Linked DNA regions of Pan troglodytes: region 1 is linked to region 2. A link is a contact called in public Hi-C data. All regions are on one chromosome and are shown on one strand. Each heading gives the region's core, a stretch centred on a gene start, on an enhancer-like site or on the middle of the called end of the contact. The rest is flanking DNA. Distances are from core to core; before and after follow the strand shown.

Region 1 (5,587 bases), core at 1,628-4,127, 160 kb after region 2:
TCTCTCTCTCACTCGCCATGTGGACACACTGGTGAACGTAATGTGCACAGCTTTAGGATGTGGGAGGAAGTGAGTACCCCAAGAAAACCACACAGACGGAGGAGAATGGGCAAACTTTACACAGACAGTGATCCTCACCAGGAATTGATTTTTTTCCTCATTAACATTATAGCTAAATGACATTGAATGAAATGACATTGTTCGAGGACCTGCTATGTGTCTGTAGAATTATGATTATGATTATTATTATTATTATATTTGAGACGGAGTCTCGCTCTGCCACTCAGGCTGGAGTACAGTGGCGCAATCTCGGCTCACTGCAACTTCCGCCTCCCGGGTTCAAGCGATTCTCATGCCTCAGCCTCCCGAGTAGCTGGGACTATAGGTGCGTGCCACCACTCCTGGCTAATTTTTTGTATTTTTAGTAGAGATGGAGTTTCACTGTGTTAGCCAGGATGGTCTCAGTCTCCTGACCTCATTATCTGCCCACCTCGGCCTCCCGAAGTGCTGGGATTACAGGCATGAGGCACCACGTCTGGCCTATAGAATTCTTAATGTGATTTTTATCATATATGATATGGAAATAGGACCAAAAAAAAGTATACCACCAACGTTTTTGTTTTTCTTAACATTCTCCTTTGGACATTGAATTTTGCCATTGTGTGTTACTATTGTCCCCTGACAGTTTTATAAAATTCTGTGTAATGGTTAAGCCTGTTTTTGTAAAGATACTGTGACTCATGGGAATAGCAGTATGGCCTTAACTTTTATCACCTTTGTTTTCTATATTTATCTTGTGTACTCTGCTTGGCTTTGCATTCTGAGAGGGCAGGAATCAAGTCCCCCTCAGAGGTCATTACTGTTGCTAGATGAGCATTAAATAGTCCATAAATGAATGCACTCTTGAGTGAATGGTGGGGGAAGTGCCTTTATTCATTCAATTTTATGTATTCTTCGCAAAAGGTATTTGTAGCAACTTCTTTGCAAAAGGTATTTGTAGCAACTTTCATTTTTTTAATTTTGTTTTTTGAGATCAGAGTCTCACTCTATCCTCCCCCCAAGGTTGGAGTGCAGTGACACGATTTCAGCTCACTGCAACCTGTGCCTCCGGCGTTCAAGTGATTCTCCTGCCTCAGCCTCCCGAGTAGCTGGGATTACAGGTGCCCGCCACCACACCCGGCTAATTTTTGTATTTTTAGTAAAGACGGGGTTTCACCATGTTGGCCAGGCTGGTCTCGAACTCCTGACCTGAGATGATCTGCCTGCCTCAGCCTCCCAAAGTGCTGGGATTACAGGTATGAGCCACTGTGCCCGGCCTGTAGCAACTTTTAGAAGGAAGTGAGACTGGTAATTTATCATTGTATTTCTCTTTGGTTGAAAGTATGATAAAAGACAATATGCACAGTGAGATGATTCAGAAAACCTTACGTAGAAAAATGTAAGAAAGGATTTGAAGTTGGAAAAGGAGATACTAGTTTTAAAATGGACCGTATGAAACTGGACTTCTAAAAAGAAATCTATGGTTTATTTTACCATTCTCTAAACTCACTTCACATTCTCTTGCCACTCATCTTGCAAGAATGTGCCCCAACTTTTACCTTTGACCACCTGCCGAACCCAGGCTCAACCTAGTGACTCCTACCCCACCCTTCAAAGTGTATTTGTAATGGCATTTTTTCCTTGAAGCTTTTAGTTACTTCTCAATTCCATGTAACCTTTTGCTCTTCTGAATTGTTCACTTTTTAAATATTTTTTGTACTTATCAATCCTTTTATAGTAAACATCTAAAAATTTCTAAAATTGCCATCTACTGTAAAGTCCTTAATAAATACTCACTGAACTGAATTGTTGGTTTTCCCACCACCAAAGATAATCAAAATAATGTGATCATAAAACTTTAGGAAGAGAACATTTAGAAATGCTTTGAGCAGCAGAACCATTTCTTGCATTTAGTATTCAAGGTGACTATTTTAAGGGGACATCAGTCACTTAGAATGATCATTGATCAACCACATTGCATTATGTAGCACCTACATATCAATTTCGAGGAACTCAGGCTTGTGTGATTGTGTCTTAGAGGCTGTGGTATAAATTGAGTAAGTTTTCACCTGAAATAAGTAAAGATTACTTGGGTCAAGAGGGGAGTGAATTCAACACTTGGAGGAAAGACGTGATTTGAGCTCTGATTAGATGTGAAATTTGGTTTAGCTGAAAATGGAGAGATGGAGGGGCAGGTCCTCTCATGCGAGAACGAGGGAAAGAGTGAATGGAGTTGGGCGTGCAAGGATGTGGGCATAATAGAATGAAAGTATGAAGAAATGAGCAATGAGAAACTCCTAATTATGCATGGCATTTATCAAGTACCTCTCTTCTTAGAAAGCTCAAATTTCTACATTTTTGGTCCCCTTGGAGTAGAAAACAAATGACCTTATTTCCTATTCTGCTCTTCTGCTCTTTTGGGGATGTTGGCATTCCAGATGTAAAGTGATTAATGTTAATTACTTAACATTACCAAAAGCCCACATTTCCAGGTTTTATTGAAAGATTTTAGTTTTTGTTTTTATACATAATTCATGAAGACTTCTTTTAATGGAAATAGTGATAATTCATTAGCATAGTGAAATAAAGAGTGGCATGCTAAAACATTTTTGCAGTTCATTTGATCGATTTAAACAGCAGCGCTTAGAACAATTTTAGCTTCTTTGAAGACACTCTGCTGTATAAAAAACGTTAGAGGCAAGCCAGCTGCAGACTGCTGAAGAAAGAGTAAAGCCTATGTAAAAGAAAAACAGCACAAATGCTGCTCAGGGTTAGAGATAACCTTGGGAAGGAATTTCCACTACCAGTGTTCCATGAGGCTTGCCAAATGTTTAAGGAATTTCATGGAATGTATGGAATGTCTTTTTGTCAGTTAACTGTTCCCAGAACTGGAAGTTCCTTTCTTATACAGCTTTGCTTTTCAGATGGAATTGTGATCCTCTTGGGAAGCTTTCCATTTCACAAGATTCCCATTTTCCTTCCCAGAGAATTTGAGCAAAGCAGAGCCGGCAGGTGGTGCTTGGGGCTCCGTGATTGTATAGCCTTTGGTTCTCTTCTTGCCTAATGCTGCCGACCTAATTTATGGCAATAATGGCCCATTTTCTTATTCCCTCATATAGTACATTTTGAAGACGGAGCTCAGAAACAAAATATCAGCCAGGCTATATTAAATTAGTTTGCCCTATTGACTTTTTGGGATAGTTTAAGATGTTCTTTAACATTTATTCCCACTTAAATAGAAGGGAGAGAGGCTGGTATCTTCAAAAGCCTTGGCTTGATTCCAATTCAGTTATTGTATTCTGTCCACTTCCATTCTTTGAGCTCTGTGGAGCTCTTTGCCGTATTCTCTGAGCTTTAACTTAACTGCAGGAGTTTAATGCCAACACTGTATTTGTAGATATTTGCTATTCTGAGTGGTAATCAACTTTACTCTGCACAGCTCTTAGTGCATAGTAATAAGTATAGAGTAAAAGGACCAAACTGATGCTTATTTTGTTGATGGTGAAGTGTCATCATAACTTGGGACTTGGGAACATAATTAACATCTTTGCTGATGACTTCTGAAATAATTCTTTGGTTGCCAGTATGAGAATGCTGATGGAGACCAATACTCCTCTCCTCCCTCTCTCTGCTACTTCATGTCAAATAAACACATCTAACTCTGGAGCTCATTCAGACAACACACGCATGTCAGTTTTGAAAACTAAGGACCCATGAAAATTTCTGTTTTTATTTAGTGGCTGTAATTTTGATGTCACTCACCATGCTCTAAACTAATGGAGCTTTGAATGGGAGGAGTCACATTCCTCTTGTCATTTCTCTGGAGTGGTGAGGATGATGACACCAGAGCTGGCAGGATATTTGACAGTGACCTCTGTAAAAGCAGGGCACACCCATTCCTCCCTGGTGATGTCTTTTGGAGGTATAATTAATAAGAAAACCTTGGGGAAAGGCTGACTTTCTAAATAGTTGTTTTTTTCCCCCTAATTTTAAACTTTGTCAGAATGCATATTTATACTCCTCATATTGTGTGTGTGTGTGTGTGTGTGTGTGTGTGTGTGTGTGTGTGTGTGTCTGGAAGTGCAACAAAGGGGAGATATTATCTGATACATGTGATAAATATGTGCATGTTCAGATGTACTATTTCCTTCAATTCAAAGTTTTTCATAGGCAAATACCAGTGTCTTCTTGACATGCTCTGTGATTAGACTTTAAGCATTCTTTACAACCACAGGGCTTCTTTCTCCTTAATAATTTGGTCTACTTAATGTTTCCCAATTACCTTGTAGTTTTTGCTTTCCAAATCAGTGTTTCACAAAATGATTCATGAAATGCCTACATCAGAATCACCTGTAGTGTTTATTGGTGCTATGGTTGGAATGTGTCCTCCAAAGTTGATGTGTTGGAAACATAATCCCCCATGCAACAGTATTAAGAGGTGGGACTTTAAAGAGGTGATTAGGCCATGAGGGCTCTACCTTCATGAATGTATTAATGCCCATTATCAAAGGGCCTGAGGCTGTGAGTTTGCTCTCTTGCTCTTACTCCTCTTCTGCCATGGGATGACACAGCAAGAAGGCCCTCAACAGATGCCAGCATCTTGAAATTGGACCTCCCAACCTTCAGAACTGTGAGAAATCAATTTTTTCTTTATAAATTACCCAGTCAATGGTATTCTGGACGTGTGTGTGTGTGTGTGTGTGTGTATGTGTGTCAGAGTCTTACTCTGTCGCCCAGGCTGGAGTGCAGTGGTGTGATCTCGGCTCACTGCAACCTCCGCCTCCTGGGTTCAAGCGATTCTCCCACCTCCGCCTCCTGAGTAGCTTGGATTACAGGCGTGTGCCACCACGCTGGGCTAATGGTTTGTATTTTTAGTAGACAGGGTTCACCGTGTTAGTCAGGATGGTCTCGATCTCCTGACCTCGTGATCTGCCCGCCTTGGCCTCCCAAAGTACTGGGATTACAGGCGTGAGCCACTGTGCCCAGCTGGTATTCTGTTATAGCAACACCAAATAGACTAAGATAACTAGAAACACAGATGCCTGTTTTTCATCCCAGACCTGAATCAGAACTTACAGTGATGGGGCCCAGGAATCTGCATTATAACAGTGCATGCTGAAGTTTGAGAAATAGCCATACCATACGATTCTTTTTAAATGGTCTGTCTTCCAGTCCCCCTCTGTCTATTGAACTCCTACTCATGTTCCTTAGGTAAAAGTTTTCACTTTTGTAAACACTCATGGTACTTCCTCCCCCCACCCCCCAATGCCGCCAGTAAGTTTTCAGTTTTCACCTTCTGCTTTATTTTATAAGAGCTTTGTTCTCAAATTGTTTCAATTTCCTGGAGGGTGAAAACCATGTCTAAATCACATTTGTATACTTCCAGCACCTTTGTGCATAGTAAGAACTCAAGAAATGTTTAGTGAATAATGGTTCAACCCTAGCATCAGACTTTTATTATACCTAGGAAACTTTTGGGTGTTAGGGTTTTTTTTTTCCCCATTTAGCTGTGAGATATGCTTAGCCTATTTGTTATATGGTGTTTAGG
Region 2 (5,080 bases), core at 673-3,172:
GTTGATTGAATTTAAATAAAATACATATTATTAATAGATTCATGAGGCTAAGGGGTGAAACTTTAAATGAAAATACAGAAAATCATCAGGAATGTAAAAAATCATTGAGAAATATTTATTTTTATCTCCACAGCTTCTTCATTCTTGTTCAATGAAACTGTGATAACCTAAGCAGGTAAGTTCCAGTTGGTCTCTCTCTCCAACCCCCTTCACTCTTCATCTGCAAGTTTAGTCACTTTATTGAGGTTAAAACAGGTCCTAGATAGTATGTGGTTTAAAACTGTTTAAAAGTTTCACATGTGAAAATCCAGATTTAGGGCCTGGCGCGGTGGCTCACGACTGTAATCTCGGCACTTTGGGAGGCTGAGGCGGGCAGATCGCTTGAGACCTGCCGGGGCAGCATGAAGGGACTTCCCACCCCCACTAAAACAATACAAAAAATGAGCCGGGCTTGGTGGCACGCCCTGTAGTCCCAGCTACTCGGAGGATGAGGTGGGAAAATCACCTGGGCCCGAGAGGCGGAGGTTGCAGTGAGCCCAGATCGCGCTACCGCACTCCAGCCTGGACGACAGACCCACTCTGTGGCAAAAAAAAAAAAAAAAAAAAAGAAAGAAAAAAAGAAAAGAAAAGAAAAACCCCGAATTACAAAGCAATTGGGGGAATGGTAATTCAATTAAAAAGGTGTACAACATTCTTTTAAATAGTAAACTGCCCAATGATTACAACATTGATTCAACTGACGAAAAATACAACTTTTCAGACCACGACTAAACATTGTGGCAGTAGAAACTATTTTGTTTCCCCTGAATGATGAAAGAAAAAAACCAGAGAAGACGTTAAGACAGAACACATGGAAAAAGCCCATCTCATACTCCATTCTAATGTTTCTTCTACTTACCAGTGCTTTCCGTGTCATTAAACTACTTCAGACTTCAAGAGCAATGGGAGACAATGAAACCTCAGTCCTTTGCTATTTTCCTTTTCAGATACAGGAGAGGGAGAGGACAGACTTAGGGTTGTGCCTTCGAACAAGCACATTCAACGACAGCCTTAGTTAGAATTCCCAGACGCTGCCTGTCTTCCTGGGTCTTGAAAAAGTGGGGGGAAAAGTGAGGTTGGCCCACTCAGACTGCCAGTGATGCTGTGGTGTGACGGGTGTGTATCTCTATCTCATACAATGGGCGCAGGTGAGGACCAGGACCTGGGACCTTCGTACTGTTTACAGTCCCTGAAAGCCCTCACCTTTAATTAGTAGGGAAAATAAAAGTCATCTGGCAAGCTGGAGTGCGGGTAAAATACAAGTTAATGAACATGAGCATTCGTGTTCATTAAGAACTCTGGCACAGAGTTCAACGGCAGAGGGCACAATACTCACTGGCCACGGCCAGCTGCTGGCGGCCAGGAGAAGCAGAACCAAAGGACCGCTGGGACTTGTAGTCCACCATGTTTCCCTCGGGATTGCTGATCCCCTTACGAGAACCACAACTCCCAAGGTTTACCGCGCGCGTCGGTCTTCACTGCCCTCTCCGAGGCCGGCTCAGGAACCTCCCGGGAAACTGCCCCCCACCCCGCCCTCGTACGCACGCGTCACGTTTGTTTACCCTGAAGCTCCGCCTCCGGCCATCCCCCGGCTCTCCCCACTCCTCCCTGGAATGCCGTCATGCCGGCGATGAATATTCATGAGGCACACGCGGCCCTCCCGCCCTGCCAGCCTCCCGCCTTCCCGCTCCCGGCGCATGATTAATATTCAATGAGCCCAGATCCGCGGCTGGTTCGCCGGGTTGAGGCGGGGGTAGCGGGCGGGGCCGGCGCTGGGGAGCCCGCGACCCGGGCGGGGAGGGCGTGTGTCGGGGGGGCGGTGGCGGCGAGGCGGGCGCGCGGGATGGAACACTGAGACACCGACGGAATGCTCCGAATCGCCACATAATCCCCTGGAACGGCCGCGCACAACGCCATTGGCTTCTCCCTTCTCCGCGCGCCGCCGCCGTCTCCCACCTCCGCCTCATCGCCTCCCTCTCCGCCCGCTGCCTCCGGAGCTGGGGGGGAAACGCGAAGCCCCACTGCAATGGAGCCCGCCGCCGCGGCCACGGTACAGCGACTCCCCGAGCTCGGCAGGGAGGACCGAGCTTCGGCTCCGGCGGCCGCCGCTGCGGCAGCAGCAGCAGCAGCAGCGGCGGCCGCGGCGGCTCTGGCGGCGGCGGCCGGGGGCGGCCGGAGTCCGGAGCCCGCGCTGACCCCGGCGGCCCCGAGCGGCGGGAACGGCAGCGGCGGCGGGGCGCGGGAAGAGGCCCCAGGCGAGGCGCCGCCGGGGCCGCTGCCGGGCAGAGCAGGGGGTGCCGGGCGCAGGAGGCGGCGTGGGGCGCCCCAGCCCATTGCCGGCGGGGCTGCCCCCGTACCCGGGGCCGGCGGCGGCGCCAACTCCCTCCTGCTGAGGAGAGGGCGGCTGAAGAGGAATCTGTCCGCGGCCGCCGCGGCCGCCTCGTCGTCGTCGTCGTCCTCGGCCGCTGCTGCCTCGCACTCCCCCGGCGCTGCCGGCCTCCCCGCCTCCTGCTCGGCCTCGGCGTCGCTGTGCACCCGGAGCCTGGACAGGAAGACGCTGCTTCTGAAGCACCGGCAGACGCTGCAGCTGCAGCCGTCGGACCGGGACTGGGTGAGGCACCAGCTCCAGCGCGGCTGCGTGCACGTCTTCGACCGCCACATGGCCTCGACCTACCTGCGCCCGGTGCTCTGCACACTGGACACCACGGCCGGCGAGGTGGCCGCCCGCCTGCTGCAGCTGGGCCACAAAGGCGGCGGCGTGGTGAAGGTGCTGGGCCAGGGGCCCGGAGCCGCCGCCGCCCGGGAGCCCGCTGAACCGCCCCCCGAGGCCGGCCCCCGGCTGGCGCCCCCGGAGCCGCGGGACTCGGAGGTACCGCCCGCGAGGAGCGCGCCGGGTGCCGTCGGGGGGCCTCCGCGCGCGCCCCCCGCCGACCTACCCCTGCCCGTCGGCGGCCCGGGCGGGTGGTCGCGCCGCGCCAGCCCAGCGCCCTCGGACTCCAGCCCCGGCGAGCCGTTCGTTGGGGGCCCTGTCTCTTCGCCCCGCGCCCCACGGCCTGTGGTCTCCGACACCGAGAGCTTCAGTCTGAGTCCCAGCGCCGAGAGCGTGTCTGACCGGTTGGACCCCTACAGCAGCGGCGGCGGCTCCTCGTCGTCGGAAGAGCTCGAGGCCGACGCAGCCTCGGCCCCGACGGGGGTCCCGGGCCAGCCCCGCCGTCCCGGCCACCCCGCGCAGCCCCTCCCGCTTCCCCAGACGGCTTCCTCGCCTCAGCCGCAGCAGAAAGCCCCGAGGGCCATTGACAGCCCGGGCGGGGCCGTCCGCGAGGGGTCGTGCGAGGAGAGGGCAGCGGCAGCCGTGGCCCCGGGAGGCCTCCAGTCTACCCCCGGGAGGAGGGGGGTGACCGCGGAGAAGGCGCCTCCGCCGCCCCCGCCGCCCACCCTGTACGTGCAGCTCCACGGAGAGACCACCCGGCGCTTGGAGGCGGAGGAGAAGCCATTGCAGATCCAAAATGACTACCTCTTCCAACTGGGATTTGGGGAGCTGTGGAGGGTGCAGGAGGAAGGCATGGACTCGGAGATTGGCTGCCTCATCCGCTTCTATGCAGGTAAGGAAGTCACCTGCCTTGACGGGTGGTTGCAAAAGCTGCCGAGGACCGAGGAGTGATTCAAATTGCTTGTCAGTTTGCCCAACCCAAGAGTAAGTGCGGGTCCTGATGAGTCTTTGTCTTAAACTTTACAGCTTTTTCATACAGTCTGTGTAGTACTAGATTGAGCAATCTTTAAATCTGCACGTTTTATCAATCTTGAGGGCTTAGAGGTTGGAAAGCAATGTGAAAGAGGTGGCTGAATCACCAGGAAGTACAGGAAGCAGATCCCTCTGAAAGCGGCAAGAGCACCTTTAACCATAAAGGTGCTTCCTCAGGGGCATGTTGGGTTTCAGGCTGTTTGGGATTTCAGGTAAACTGTCACGTGAGCATAAGACGGACAGAAGAAATGACAATAAAAATGCTCTATCACACTTTTGCCTGCATTTGACTGTCCAGTTCAGCGTTCTAGCTGTGTGTGCCACCGGGAGCTCCTGACTTGTCAACTGGTGCCTTTGTTTATTCAGCTCTGCCACACTCATAAATTACCCACGGAGCCCTCATTAGAAATCTGACAAAAGGGTCCCTTTTTAACTGATACTTTTCCCCAGCGCTTTTTTTGCTCGATTTCTGTTTCGTCTGCAAGTTTGTCTTGCATAAAAAAAATGATTTTGCCTGTTTCTCTCATTTTCTTCCAGCCTTTATGGTCAGAACTGACCACCGCAGTACGCCTTGCAGGAAGGTTCACAAGAAGGATTTAAGTGGTTGCTATTTCTTCAGATGTGTCCTGAAATCTTCCCCCGTCTTGTTTCAGTACATTAGCAAATTCTTGACTAGGGGTGACCCATGTAATGTTTCTCTTTTGGCTGAAGATTTGGCTAGTACTAAATTCAGGAGCTATAGATGCTGGATATTGTACTTGAGTTTTCTAAGTAGTTTTACATCCCTTTCCTCCTCTGGTTTGAATAATTATGTTCTCAGTGATAAGGAATTTTATTTAAAATAAAGTTCTCATAGCAAAATTAAATCAAGAGTGTTAACTCTTCGCTAACTTTAGGTTTTTAGGTTGTAGGTGATGGTGGAAAATAATCATACTTGTAACTCCATTAATTTGTAGCCATTCTTTACAATTTAATGTCTTTTGGTCCAGCTTGTGTGTCCCAGTGGCAATTTAATTAGTTTGCATGAAGAAATCTTTACATCTTTACTCCCACATTGAAATATGCAAGACTGACAGGATTCCTGGTGAGAGAGATGCCCTTTAAATTTCTTGGAAGTTTTTCTGAAATTTAAGTGGATTTCTGATGAATCTTTTACTTGTAAAGAAAACCAAATCGTAATACAGTAGCATTTGCAGTATCTGAAGACAATTTGTCAACTCGATGACATGGCTTTTAAAGTTTATGGTCCAGGAAATAGATGATTTTTTATGTAAGATCAACAACTGTATTCTTTTCTCC

The links. A called contact is a pair of places that touch in the nucleus more often than the background predicts.
Region 1: a contact with region 2 is called in a Hi-C map of stem cell-derived neural progenitor cells, with 5 times the contacts expected there. The contact joins the enhancer-like site here to the promoter of PHLPP1 in region 2. A contact is called at or near these places in 1 of 7 Hi-C or Micro-C datasets (stem cell-derived neural progenitor cells) and 1 of 1 datasets of contacts at active chromatin or transcription factors (stem cell-derived excitatory neurons).

The regions. Positions count from the first base shown.
Region 1 is chr17:72,921,019-72,926,605 of NHGRI_mPanTro3-v2.0_pri, forward strand. The region is part of intron 4 of PHLPP1 (PH domain and leucine rich repeat protein phosphatase 1); the gene reads left to right. Among named protein-coding and RNA genes, the nearest start is that of PHLPP1, 160 kb to the left of the region's middle. Within about 2 kb of position 2,878, at least 8 of the 24 cell types and tissues checked have an H3K27ac peak or open chromatin away from gene starts, as enhancers often do. A contact at or near this core is called in stem cell-derived neural progenitor cells, where this site is marked.
Region 2 is chr17:72,759,815-72,764,894 of NHGRI_mPanTro3-v2.0_pri, forward strand. PHLPP1 (PH domain and leucine rich repeat protein phosphatase 1) reads left to right here and starts at 1,923. Exons shown (of 17, transcript XM_523952.7): 1 at 1,923-3,641. The coding sequence starts at 2,066.